2 separate regions of the Oryzias latipes genome follow, and region 1 is linked to region 2. The links are chromatin contacts, called in public Hi-C maps. All regions are on one chromosome and are shown on one strand. Each heading gives the region's core, a stretch centred on a gene start, on an enhancer-like site or on the middle of the called end of the contact. The rest is flanking DNA. Distances are from core to core; before and after follow the strand shown. Region 1 holds the start of furin. Region 2 holds the start of polg (DNA polymerase subunit gamma-1).

Region 1 (5,845 bases), core at 707-3,206, 180 kb before region 2:
CCGCTGCTCCCTGCGCTCCTCGGCCTGGAACTCTCGCTCCAGCCTCGCCTCCTCCAGGGAGAGCAGGCGCTCCTCTGCAGACTGCTGCCAGCTCAAGAAGCTGGTGAGCACTTTATCCAAGCTCCCCTGACCGCCCAGTCGGCTGCTCCCGTGGACCCATGATGCTTTGCCGCCCCGTCTGCGCTTCCTGTGCCTCGTGGAGTGAGCAGCGTGGGAAATATCCTTATCTGGCTCCTCTGGAGTGTTTTGCATCACACCTGCACCTCCAGCTGCTGCAGAGCCTCCAAGGTTCGGGTCACTGAAACCTGCAAATATAAAAACAAATGAATATATTACACAAAACCGTGTATCATGTTGCGACATCAACATAAATGAGTATTGAGTGTAACCACCTGAGGGTGAGGCTCTTGTGTTGGCCGAGCTCTCAGGCTGACCCATGGTGTACTCTGGTTCCAACAAACACTGTCCATCAGTTTCCTGCTCCTCCCCAGAGGCGTAGTACATCTCTGGGGGTGCACCACCTGAGTTCAGCAAACTCTCCTCAGCATCTTCACACTTAATATCCAGCGGATCTCCAGTTTTGGGGGGCTGGCCGAATAAAAACCCACCTGCTGAGGCGGGCCCAAAAGAGCTGGCTGGAGCTCCCCCCTGCATGAAGGCCTCAGACCCCCCTGAGCTCTGAAACACCTGCTGGGCTATGACAGCTCCACCCAGGGAGGAGTAGGTGATGGCCGGCCGGTTCGCCAGGACCCTGTCCATCACGTCATAGAACTTCCAGGTCCTCATTTTGTGGTTGTCCTTGATGCGCCGGTACTCCAGCTTCATCTTTTTGATCTTCTCCCTGCACTGGTCGCCTGTGCGGTAAATGCCCTTTTCGCGCAAAATGTGCGCGATGCGGTCAAACACGCGCTGATTGCGCAGGGAGCTCTCCAGCTCCACCTGGACCGACTCGTCGGACCACAGCTGGAGCAGCTCAACGATCTCCGGGTCGGTCCAGTTGCTGCCTCTCTCGTGTCTTCTCCCGCGAAAGTCCATCGTGCGTGTTAAGTTAAAGGTCCTCAGAAAGAAGCACGCGAGAAGAGAAGATCTCTACTTCAACTTCGAGAGAATCCAGACTATTTTCTGATCTACAATGCGTGAATAAAACAAGAAAAACATAAAGTCGTGCACGTGTTGTACCCACTTTTTCTCCCTTTTCTGCGTTATATCAAAGGTGCAGCTCCTCGTGCGGGACCGACACCCTCATCCACGCAGGTGTCACATGTTCATAAAACTGTCTGGTCACTCACTACAACACGCAGAGGTTCAGTCCAGCTGAGTGCGTGTTGGACATTTATAATGCACTAAATGTGTCTCAACTTGGGAGAAACGAGGACCGAACGCGCACAGAAATATCTACATCCGGGTTTACGGCACATGCGTGCTGTCCCTATTCCGGGATAACTTTGGCCCGAGTCAACGTAGGGAGACGCTGTAAGCGGACTGGCTCTCCCTTCTGTGTACCAAGCTGTACCGGGGTACATAAAGCCACGGCAAACCAGCGTTATGGCCCCCTCTACCGTACAAAACTCCCTTTTTCACGCACCTCTGTAAGTTCATTGCTTGTCCACAAGATGGCGGTCACACACAACAAAAAATTCCTCATAAACTGAAAGCTCGGCATTATGCGTATGCGTACTTTGTACACAAGTGTCTCCCGGAATTTGTAACAACATTTCATGGTGGAAAACCCTCACTCAAGAATAAAACCAGCACAAAAATATATATCGTAACAAAAATATGACTTTGAAGCCCCTAAGAGTTTATCAAATAAATAATATGTGGACGGTTTACGTTTAACACCATGCTAAGTTGCTTCAAGAAAAAAAATTCGAGCCGCCCTCCTTGCGAGTACAGTGCAACAAATCAAGCATTCACCTTAATCTAGTTGGCTCCAAACGTGACGTACTTCCTGGAGAAATAGGTTTGTAGCACTTTGTTGTCATCTCCAACCAATAGTGAACCTGCTACATTGTAGTGGCTGTTGTCTATAATTTCACCCGATTTTCTTTTTTTAGCCGTTAATTCATTTCACCCGCGTTGATAATGAGGCTAAGATGCGGCGAAAAACAGCTCGGGGAAACTCTTAACATTAAAAAAGAAAATCCCGGATGGAGTTAAAAACGCTACAATATTATATTATAACCATGATGGATGTGGCAAGTTGGTGGCGAATAATAATTCAAGAAGGAATAGTTTAATGCTGCACTTTTAGTTTTTAGGGGGAGAAAAAAAAAGAAAAATTGAAATGGGTGGCAGCGCGTGGCGGTGTAACTCGTCTGCTGGAGGGAGTAAAGGACGACCGGCGAAAGGTTTCATGTGAAGTTGAGAAGCAGGAGAAAGGGGAGTCTCCGCCCGGAGCGAGAGGATGAAGAAGACGTGGAGGCATGACGCCTCGGTGCTCGCTCGTGTCTGACTTTTTGAGGTAAGTCAACGGCTTTCTTCATTTCCTTAATTTAAGAGTTTAAACAGCTGAATTGGTTAGTAAGGGAGAGCAGGGGTAAACTAGTGAATTTTAAAAAGCTTTTAATATTTTATTGTTTTTGTTTTTAATAACAAAAAATTTCAATCGTGATTTTATTAGTTTTAACGTTTTTCTATTATTGCATAAAAATTGTCTTAGCGACATTAGTTTTTCTTTAATATTATTATTATTATTTTATTTGAGCCCTTAAAGTAAAAAAAAAAAATGTTGTAAACTTTTGTATTTAAAGTATTTTTTCTTTTTCCCACACAAAGAAGTCGCAATTCAATATTTTTCAATTGTTTTTGTTTTTCACAATAAAAGCCATAATTCAATTATTTCTACATTTTGTGTTTCTCACCTCTCTGTCTACACATCCCTTTGTTCTTACATGCTCACGCTGGAGCTTTAATCAGATAAACCTTCATCAAGTTGTCTTTATTTATTTTTTACTCTCACTCTTCGGCGCGAATTGCTGTAATATATTTCAGTTAGTGCTGCTCCTCAGGCGAGGAAGAAATTGTTTAGACCCAGCTCTACACTATTCTTCTTCCCTCTGCCTTTTTTTGCCTTCTGGATCATGATTACCCACTTTGATACAATAAAATGCAACCACCGAAAATAATTTTCCACATGTTCTACTGCTTTTAGGGGATAAACAGCTACTTTCTTACTCACATTTATGTCAGCGGAGGTCAAGGTCACCTGTCTCAGCTAGGATAGAAGCATCCTTTAACTTTATTACAGCTTTTTGTTCTATTTAAAATGGACTTTATTGGAGGAAAATTTTTCTCGCTGCCGTTGTTGGGTATATAATTTGATCAGGGTCAAAGCCGTCACAAGCTTTTTGTTCTTGCTCTTGAGTGGAAAGACTTTCCATTTCAGGTGGTTTGTCCTCACAGGCGCTCAGTTAATCAGTTTGGATAGTTTTTCTGCCACAAGCTCTGTGGAGAAAGGCTTTATTAGAAGAAAACAGGATTGCTGGGGAGGCGAAAAAGGTGACGGCAAATTCGCCAACAGTATAGGCTCTCTGGAAACTAGGCCACTGACTTTTCTGGATCCATTTAAAGTTTGTTGAAGGATTTTGCTGAAAATGTCTATAGAACATTATTTATTTCATTACTGCCCCCCCCCTTGAAACATAGTGGTAATTAAGGGGGTTAGGGTTTTAATGGCTCACTTTGGGGGTAAACGTCTGGGTGATCGGTGGGCAGCGTTGGACGTCCGGCTCTCGGGTGCGCTTGTGTCTCTGCTTTTCCAATTACAATTTAACTTGGAGCATTTTTTGGGCTCTGTAGAGGATGCTTGGCTGTCAGTGGTGCTGTGTTAATGCTGCTGGGCGGTTGTGTGCTTTTGGTTTTCAGGGAGAGGGCAGGCCAGAGCACATGGTGGGTGTTGATTTAGCTGATGGGCTGCCTAAAATAGAGCCAGAGTGCTGCATGTGGTCTGTCACACAGCTTCGTGCGCTCGTCATCACCGATGCAAGTTGTTTGCACAGCCCCATGAAGTCCATCAAACCACACGCCATCATAGTTATAATCGTGCAACAGAAGCTAACCAAATGTTTACTGAGTTGTTTGGCTTTTAACCTACAAGGCTGAAATATGGAACAGACAGTTTTTCTTCTCCAAGTAATAATTAATACCTTAAAAAAATTAAGTACAGTCCAAGCGGTCATGCTGTTGACATCAAATTGTGACTCTGCCATGTGGCAGCAGAAACGGAGACACAACAGATCAGACAACATTTTTCCAATCTTCTATTGTACAATTTTTGTGAGTCTGTGTATATTGTAGCCTCAGTTTCCTGTCCTTAGCTGACAGAAGTGGCACCGGTGTGGTCGTCTGCGGCTGTAGCCCATCTGCCTCAAATATGGACGTGTTGTGGGTTCAGAGATGCTTTTCTGCAGACCGCTGTCGTATTGAGTAGTTATTTGAGTTACTGGTGCCTTTCTATCAGCTGGAACCAGTTTGGCCTAGGGCTGGGTATCACCAATAGGAAAGGCATAAAAGATTGATCTCTAATTTTATGGATCTGTTATTGGTTATTTAAACTTGGATCGATTCTGGTCGATTAATTGATTTTATCAACCCAGCCCTAGTTTGGGCATTTTCATCTGACCTTTGGCATCAACAAGGCATTTCTGCCCACAGAACTGCCGCTTACTGGATATTTTGTATTTTTTCGGACCATTCTCTCTAAACTCTAGATAGTTTTGTGTGAAAATCCCAGTAGTTCAGCAGTTTCTGAAATATTTAGACCAGTCCGTCTGGACCAATAACCATTCCATGCCAAAGTTACTTTTCTTCCCCATTTTGATGCTCAGTTGGAACTGCAGCAGATCGTCTTGACCATGTCTACATGCCTAAATGCATTGAGTTGCTGCCATGTGATTGGCTGATTCGAAATCTATGTTAATGAGCAGCTGGACAGATGTGCCTAATAAAGTGGCCAGTGAGTGTATAAACAGAAAGCAGAAGATAAAATACGTGTTTGAAGGTGACACATCTTGGCAGCTCATGTAAAAACAGTTCATTTTGAATTTTTATGGCTCCAAATTGTCCCAAACGAAGTTGGGACAGAAAGATATTTTCTGCTTCGTAGCATCTTCTTTTCTTTTAACTGGAATCCCTTTATGTCTGGGGAATAGAGAGACTCATTTTCTGGAATTCAAGCGCAGGAATCATGTCCCATTTTTTTTTTTTTTTGTCTCATGTAGGATTCAAGCTGCAGTCCTCAGTTGTCTTTGTTGCGTTTTTCATCCCGTGATGCCCTGAATGCTTTCCATTAGTGAAAGGTCAGAGCTGCAGGCAGGAAATGTCAGCACCAGGACTCCTCTACTACAAAGCTCTGCTTTTGTAATGGATGTATATAGTTAAGCACTGGCTTTCTGGGAGCTCCAGGGCCTTACCTGAAAAAGACATCTGGATAGAAGCATTTTTCTCTAACCTGTATATACCTTTCATTGTTAATCTCTCTTTTCCAGCTGCCAGTATCAAATAAACCCTTTTATTTGGCTAAGAGGAGCAAGTCAGAAAAATGGAATATGTTATCAAAAATATTCGTTTTGATTTTGATGTGTCTGCTGACAGGAATGCTACTCTCTTTGCTTTGAACACTGAGGATAACTTTGTGCCTTTGGATTATGCTAGATTTCAACTCCTGTTTTGTACAAAATAACCATAACCTGCATTTGCAGATGGGAAAAAGAACTGAGCTCTTAGACAGTGATTTCCATTAGTGTCGCGGAGTCCATGCTATCATTTCCATTAGGGATTCAAGCCTATATTTAAATGCACCTGAAGGGCCTTAAGATCATGGAGATATGTTATTTTGACAATG
Region 2 (6,673 bases), core at 2,877-5,376:
GCATGCACGCATGCACGCTGCAGCCCTGCAGCCCGGAGCGATGCTGACCTGCGGGGAGGCAATCAGCGTCAGGAGGCCGCAACTACACACCTGCACACATTCTTTGTTACGAAACGAAAGGTGTTGTTTACGCATAACACAAAATGACAGAATAACACGATTGTGTTATTATGGCCGCTTATGGAAGGTAAATTATGGCTTTAATATCCTACAGTTTGGGCGAGATTGGAATTTATGCTGTAAAATTAAGATCAATTTCAAGTAAATAAATAAAAAAGCACGATTAGGGTTAATCTGAAAACATGAATTTCCTTTGCTACATAACACGTGGGGTGGCAATTTTATCCCGTGACACATTACAGATTAGATATAATTTAGGTTAAATAAATGACGGTGGGGATGGTTGGATTTCTTCACCTTAACTGTTTTTGTGTCTTTTAACCTAAATTGAATTTTTTAAAAACATAACCGATCTACTAAATAGGAAGGTAGTTTTTCAAAGTAAAAGACGCAAAGTGTTGCGTTTGACATTTCAACGTTTCCAAATAAAGGTTATTTTTTAATACATTTTTTAAGGAATTTGAGATCTGATTAGCTGACTATGGTGCAACATCAGCACGCCGACTCGAAAATAACCAAAACTAAGAAAACTATTCTCTTCTAAACTGAAGTAAGTGGCTTTTAGTCGCTCTTCTGTTCTCCTTGGGGCAAATTATAATTGGAATTGCGATTGTCCCACTTTTTTTTAAGTGTCACATAAATAGGAATATCGCGCACAAAGCTATTACAGAAACTCATTTGTTCCTCATCACAACAGGAGGCCGTAGAGTCAGAAGCCTCTAACATCCAGATCATCTTAGATAAAGGTTTTTTCCCCCCCAATAAAAGACCTGTTTTCCGCCATCTTTTACTGCTCTTATAAACAAACTATTAATCAATATATATCACATATATATTTGCATTTATACATATGCGTATTTTGGACACATCCAAAGCTGGTTAAATGGGATGCTGTTCATGCAATAATAAGCTCCATTTTGAGAGGCGTTTCTCACCTGAGTGGTAGAACCTTGATTCTTGTCGTCCCTGGTTTTTGATCGAGCCGAATTATTCGGGTTATTGATTATGTCTTTTCCCGCCGTCATGTTTTGGGCCCCGTGGAGAAAGTTGGTGTCGTCGCTCCCACGCGCCTCCGGCAGCATCTTCGATCCTCCAGCGTCTGTCTCATCCGGAGCCTGCACGCCTCCTCACAACAGCTCTCGCGTTGACGTCACAAGGGGACCAGGGCGGCCTCTCGACCAATCAGAGTCCACCGAATCTACAAAGATTGTGCAGCAAGACGTCTTACTCCTAACCCATATTACTGCATTATCAATGTTTTAAATAACTATTTTTCATTGTAGACGCGGCTATGAGTGGAATAACTTTATATTTTACAGTAAACAGATGCCTGCAAAAAAATCGTTTTTTGTTCCGGCACAAATTGTGTGTCTTTAATTTTCTAATTTTCATCACCTAAAATTTTTTAAATTAGAAATTTAGATACAAAAACCCAAACTATGTTATCTTATCTCTAAATGAGATTAAATGTATTCTTCATTTACAATTTCCTTAAAAAAAAGATTGATTTTCAGATATCAGAAAGTATGGAACGAAAAACATAGTAGTTTCATCTCCCACAAAAACGCCACCCGCCATTGGTAGAAACAAAATTAAGAAATTATCAATGTGAAAACAAATCTTATCTCATTATTTGTTAGTCGTACAATTCTTGCAATCTTTGCCAGGGAAAATCAAATATTTGTTAATCAAGTTATCATATTTGGCCTTTTTTTATCACAAAGATTGTTTTGATAGATATATGGAGTCAAGTTGTGATCAATAAACCCTTTTTGCTACAAATTTTGACATTTTGATTATTTTAAAACCTTTGCATGCCATAATAAACTAATCTGAACTCTGATTGTTTCTTTTTTTGGAGAGGAGGGGTGATCTTTCCCGCCAAATAAAGGATCTTTGAGATGTCCCGCTCTCTAAAAGTCTGACATTCTCCAAATCATAATGAATGAAACGGAAAAGTTAGCCCGGTGCATAATAATACTCATCTGTTATCAAGAATAAGACGTTTGTCACAGAGTGAACTGGAGCTTCAGTGGCAAAATGAATAAATATAAAATCGTCTCTTACTTCTAGTCTAATTTTATTTTATAACTGTTCAATTTTCACATATTTCCCCTGAAAGATTTCTCGAAGTTTTTGATCTATTTCAACAGTTTTGACTTTACAACAGTTTGAAAAGAGACAAAGAAGGTGAGAACAAAACTGCACTTCAGCTTCACTTCAAGTGTTTTACATGTAAAATTTCCAAACCAAATAAGAGATAAGCCAAGCAATTAAAAAGTACACACCGGAAAAAAAACACAAAAAGAATAGGAAGGACAAACACTGCACAAAATTAATGTTTAAAATCTTTAAACGATTGAAATTATTTTAGTATATGATGAATAAATAAAAAATAAAAAACACACAAAAGCTTCTCTTGTGCTTATGATTTATTGACTTTATTGCTGTTTGACAATTGATGTTAAAGTACAACAAATATCCTGAAGTCATGGCAGCTTTGAATCCTACAAATGGCCACCTGCTGGTCCAAATGCAGCAGAAGGTTTTCACAGGAATCCAAAAAGGATGTTCGGCTAAATAAGGTTGGTAAAAAAAAAATCATTTCTCAACATCATAAAACGAGGATAAATGACGGTGAACGGCAGAAACTCACACGTTGAAGGAAGAGATCTTGTGTATTGGAGCTTTGACATGTAAGCTGACCGTTCTGTTCTCCAGCTTTACAGCGCAAATAACAATGGAGGTTGACCACTTGGAGGGAAAAGCATGGAATCACGAGTAACTGCAAGCAGATTTATTCCACAGTATTTGTAGGACTACTACGTTTTTCCCAGTGGACAAACGTACTACACGTTTTGGGATGAGACTGGGTTGTATGTGATGCATGCATCTGCAGAGCAGGCACAAGCCTCACCAGCCATTCAATCTTCAACGAGAAGAGAGCGGTGAAGAAGAAGATTGTCCAGATCAGGGGACAGATGATGAGGCCCAGCCAAAATATTCTTGCTTCTGTTTGTGTCCCAGTGTTTGGGGATCTCTGAATAAATGCACAAACATTAAAGTTAAACCCTTCAAAATTAACGTGAACTCTTTCAAAATGATACTTACTTTTTTGGCCTCAAATACCCAAAAACTATTCCCATCCTCGTCTATCTGATTCCACCAGTGCAGCCCCACCAGCAGTCGGCCACTTACATTCTGAAACGACAGGACTGTGAACAATCCACATCAGCAAAATCAAACAAAAAAGGAACTAAAATGTGTGTGGAAAAAGTAAAACAAAATGTGCCTTTAAAATGATTTCTTACCTTGACGTACCAAAAGTCTAAAGACAACAGACCAATGATGGTAAAAAAACAGGATTCAAAGTTCTTGCCATCCCAGTCACACAGCAGATACATGACAAGGGCAACCAGACGAAAGAACAAGTGGAGAAATGAGGCCAGGGGCTGCCTGGAGACAAAGGAGTTGAAATAATGGCTCATCAATATATTTGGTTTCAGCATAAAATCAAAGTTTGCCACTAAAAGCACAAAAAGGATCAACAGAAAGAATTTTACTGAGACAAAGGGACATTTTTGATGAAAAAAAATGGCTTTTGAAACTCTTTTTATTCAGAACAAAAGCATCACAGAAATTTCTACAAAACTCATAATGACTAGTTTGGTCATACTTTTACAATTTTTCCTTTAAAAACAGTATTGCTGCTGTCCCTACAAACATTTTAACTTTTACATGTAATTTTCTTTCATGCAAAAAAGATTATTTTTAAAGAACTATAACCAAAAAACAAAGAAATACAAGCCAATATTTTAGTTTTGACTTGACATCACAGGAAAAAAGGAGTCATGCTGGGTGTGTTTAGATTACAATCATTCTGCACACCTGCATGCAGTTTGCAATTCAAATGGAACATTAATTTCAACATAAGAAATTAATCAGATTCAATGTTTGAAAAATCTGGGGCATTAAAAATAAAGTAGCTTGAAATGACAGAGGTTTTGGTGATCATTTTTATGTCGCTTTGTAAGCTGTCCGGCAAACACCTGAAGACGGCTCCTCTCCGAGCGATTTCCTGCTCCTCATCATCGGTATCCAAATTCAATTCAACTTCAACTGTGTCGTCCGCCATCCACTGTTCGATAAAATACAACTGTAAACACACTGCAGCCAAGCGAATGATGAAGGAATTACCAGCAAAAGTTAGGGTTAGGACAGTTTTATCTCGGGCCCAAAAGCATGCGCAGCGTCTTGAGTGTAATCGACAGCGACTGTTTCATCTTCATTAACACGCAAAAAGTAAAACGCGCAAGCTTGCAAAAAATTCGACCGCGGCAGGACTCGAACCTGCAATCTTCTGATCCGAAGTCAGACGCCTTATCCACGGAAAATGGTTAAGCTTAACTCTCTTAACTTTTCTCATTCATTCTCTATGGTAGTTCTTAACACTACGGATGTAATATACTTTTCCACCACTAGCGGGATTTTGGGGGCGCTGTTTCCACATCGCCTTAGTAGTAAGGATTTTACAGGAAGAGCAGACAGGAAGAGAAAACAACAACAATCCTGCGGCCAGATTTGATCCGATCGCTGTTAAAACACAAGAGCACAACAAGTTAAAGTCAAGTTAAAGTCTGATGTAAGTAAAAAAAAAAAATACAGGACAAAGTTTCTAATTTGAAGACATTTCTCTTTCCGTCATTTTTCGAACATGAAACTCCAGCGGTGAGGATAACAGCTGGATAAGAAGAATGTCTAACTAGAAACTTTGAGCAGTTAAGTGTCTGTGTGTGTGTTTTCAAAACCTTTTTCATTTTACCAAAGGTAATGTGGAGGTGAACAGGGGTTACATTACATTTTCTATGCTATTTTTAATATGCATCACAGGGGTTACAGTATTTTATGATGCATTTAATGGATTATATACATGCAGATATATTGTATGGCAGGAATATGCAAAGTCAAAGATTTGAGGAACTATTTAGCTGAAAGATCAGCGGAGCCACCTACAAGTAGTGAGGACAACCAGCTGGTTGGATTTGGTGTGCATTCTAAGAAAACCTGGAGGGATGTCTGAGAGAAAAGAGAACATGGATATGCATCATTTATCCTCATGAAACAGTGTGTTTCAGGCAGCAATATGTTCCTGCTCGAGCAGTACCTGAAGAGGAAAGAGGCTCAGACTCAGAGTTTTTCAGCTCCTCTTTTCTTCTAGTCCTCCAGGTCTGTGGCAGACTAGACGTTCATGCTGACGTTCATGAAAACGTTATTAAAGATGGTAAAAATGATGTTTCCCATCTTTTCAGTGTCTTTCTTAGAAATGGAAGATGATGAAGAGTTGGAGATAATGATGCTCTCTGTCTCTCTATCCAAACTCCTCCCTTTCCAAGGTAAAACTAAATCACACACAAGTACACACTGAGTGTTAATTACTACATCTAATTCAAACCTTTTTTCTTATTTTTTTTTACTAAAGAGCAGGGACATGTAGTGAAGAAGATGACAGGCCCAACGTATTTACCAACAATCCCAACCCAACCAAGTAAGCAGCACCAACATGCATCATGTGTTGATTATGTTTCTGTATGCAGAATAGTAGTACTAGTTGTTGAAAAAACTGATATTAGACTACATGTTAGTCTTAGATCAGTCCTTTCTTTACACTCAGCACTTTTAAATGTGTCTGTTCAAATAGAAGAATATTCATATGTTTGCTTTATTTTCTTTCAGGTTCACTGAGTACAGGTCTAGCTGCCGCCGCTGCCGCTGCTACCTGATGGTTCTGTCATAAACCAGGATCACCTTTTCCTATCTGCTGTTTGCTGGTTGGCCACGTTCAGGCCTGTTCTAATGCAGGTGTTTTGTGTGATTGCTTTTGTGATGCTGAAAGTATTCATTGTTCGTCATTGAGGGTAAATTCAGAAATATTTTATTTGCATGGGTTTGGTATGAAAATGATTGAAAGAAGCCAGTCTTAAAAAGCAGAATTACAACAAAAGTACATGCCTTAACACGTCAGAGTAAAGTGGTTACACATGGATTATTACATCATAATGGTCCCTTTCCTGGTCAATCAAAATATAAAAACAGGAAAATAATTATTCATTTATTGATTTTCATACCACACCTGTTCTATTAAGCAAGTTTTCTTAGATGGTTTTGAGTGTTTTGCACAATTACTAACAAAGAACTGTAAATAGTGATGGATATTTGTGTTTATCTGAATCCAGACCAGCCTGAGAGGTCCAGCTGTGCTGCTGCTACACATGCAGGTGAGTGTTGAGGATCATTTGTCAGCTTTCCTCTGCTGCAGCGTCCTGTCTGTTTCTGACTGTCTTTTTTTATCAGTTTCTTTTGCTCCAGTGAAGACTCCTCTGCCAGTACCACCAGAGTTCCTCGCTTTGGAACTGCCTCAAAGTGTCCAGGATAAAACCTACAGTCAGTGCATTAAGTTTGACTAAAATTCAAAGTACTGTATTCATTTGGACTTAATGAAAATATTTTATTTAACAACAACTCGTGTTATTTTTGCAGCAGTTGTTGGAAGACC

What was found. A called contact is a pair of places that touch in the nucleus more often than the background predicts.
Region 1: a Hi-C map of fibroblasts shows a contact between it and region 2, with 2.4 times the contacts expected there. The contact joins the promoter of furin here to the promoter of polg in region 2. A contact is called at or near these places in 4 of 5 Hi-C or Micro-C datasets (embryo, fibroblasts and gastrula embryo).

What each region holds. Positions count from the first base shown.
Region 1 is chr6:22,242,836-22,248,680 of ASM223467v1, reverse strand. It overlaps furin, which reads left to right and starts at 1,956. Exons shown (of 17, transcript XR_002290424.2): 1 at 1,956-2,464. It overlaps LOC101158604 (1-aminocyclopropane-1-carboxylate synthase-like protein 1), which reads right to left and starts at 1,718. Exons shown (of 15, transcript XM_004070098.4): 1 at 393-1,718; 2 at 1-305. The coding sequence starts at 1,035.
Region 2 is chr6:22,063,929-22,070,601 of ASM223467v1, reverse strand. polg (DNA polymerase subunit gamma-1) reads left to right here and starts at 4,126. Exons shown (of 23, transcript XM_020704135.2): 1 at 4,126-4,214. LOC101167614 (Golgi apparatus membrane protein TVP23 homolog A) reads right to left here. Exons shown (of 6, transcript XM_011476292.2): 2 at 3,432-3,576; 3 at 3,232-3,321; 4 at 3,038-3,160; 5 at 2,777-2,905; 6 at 2,538-2,696. The coding sequence ends at 2,670.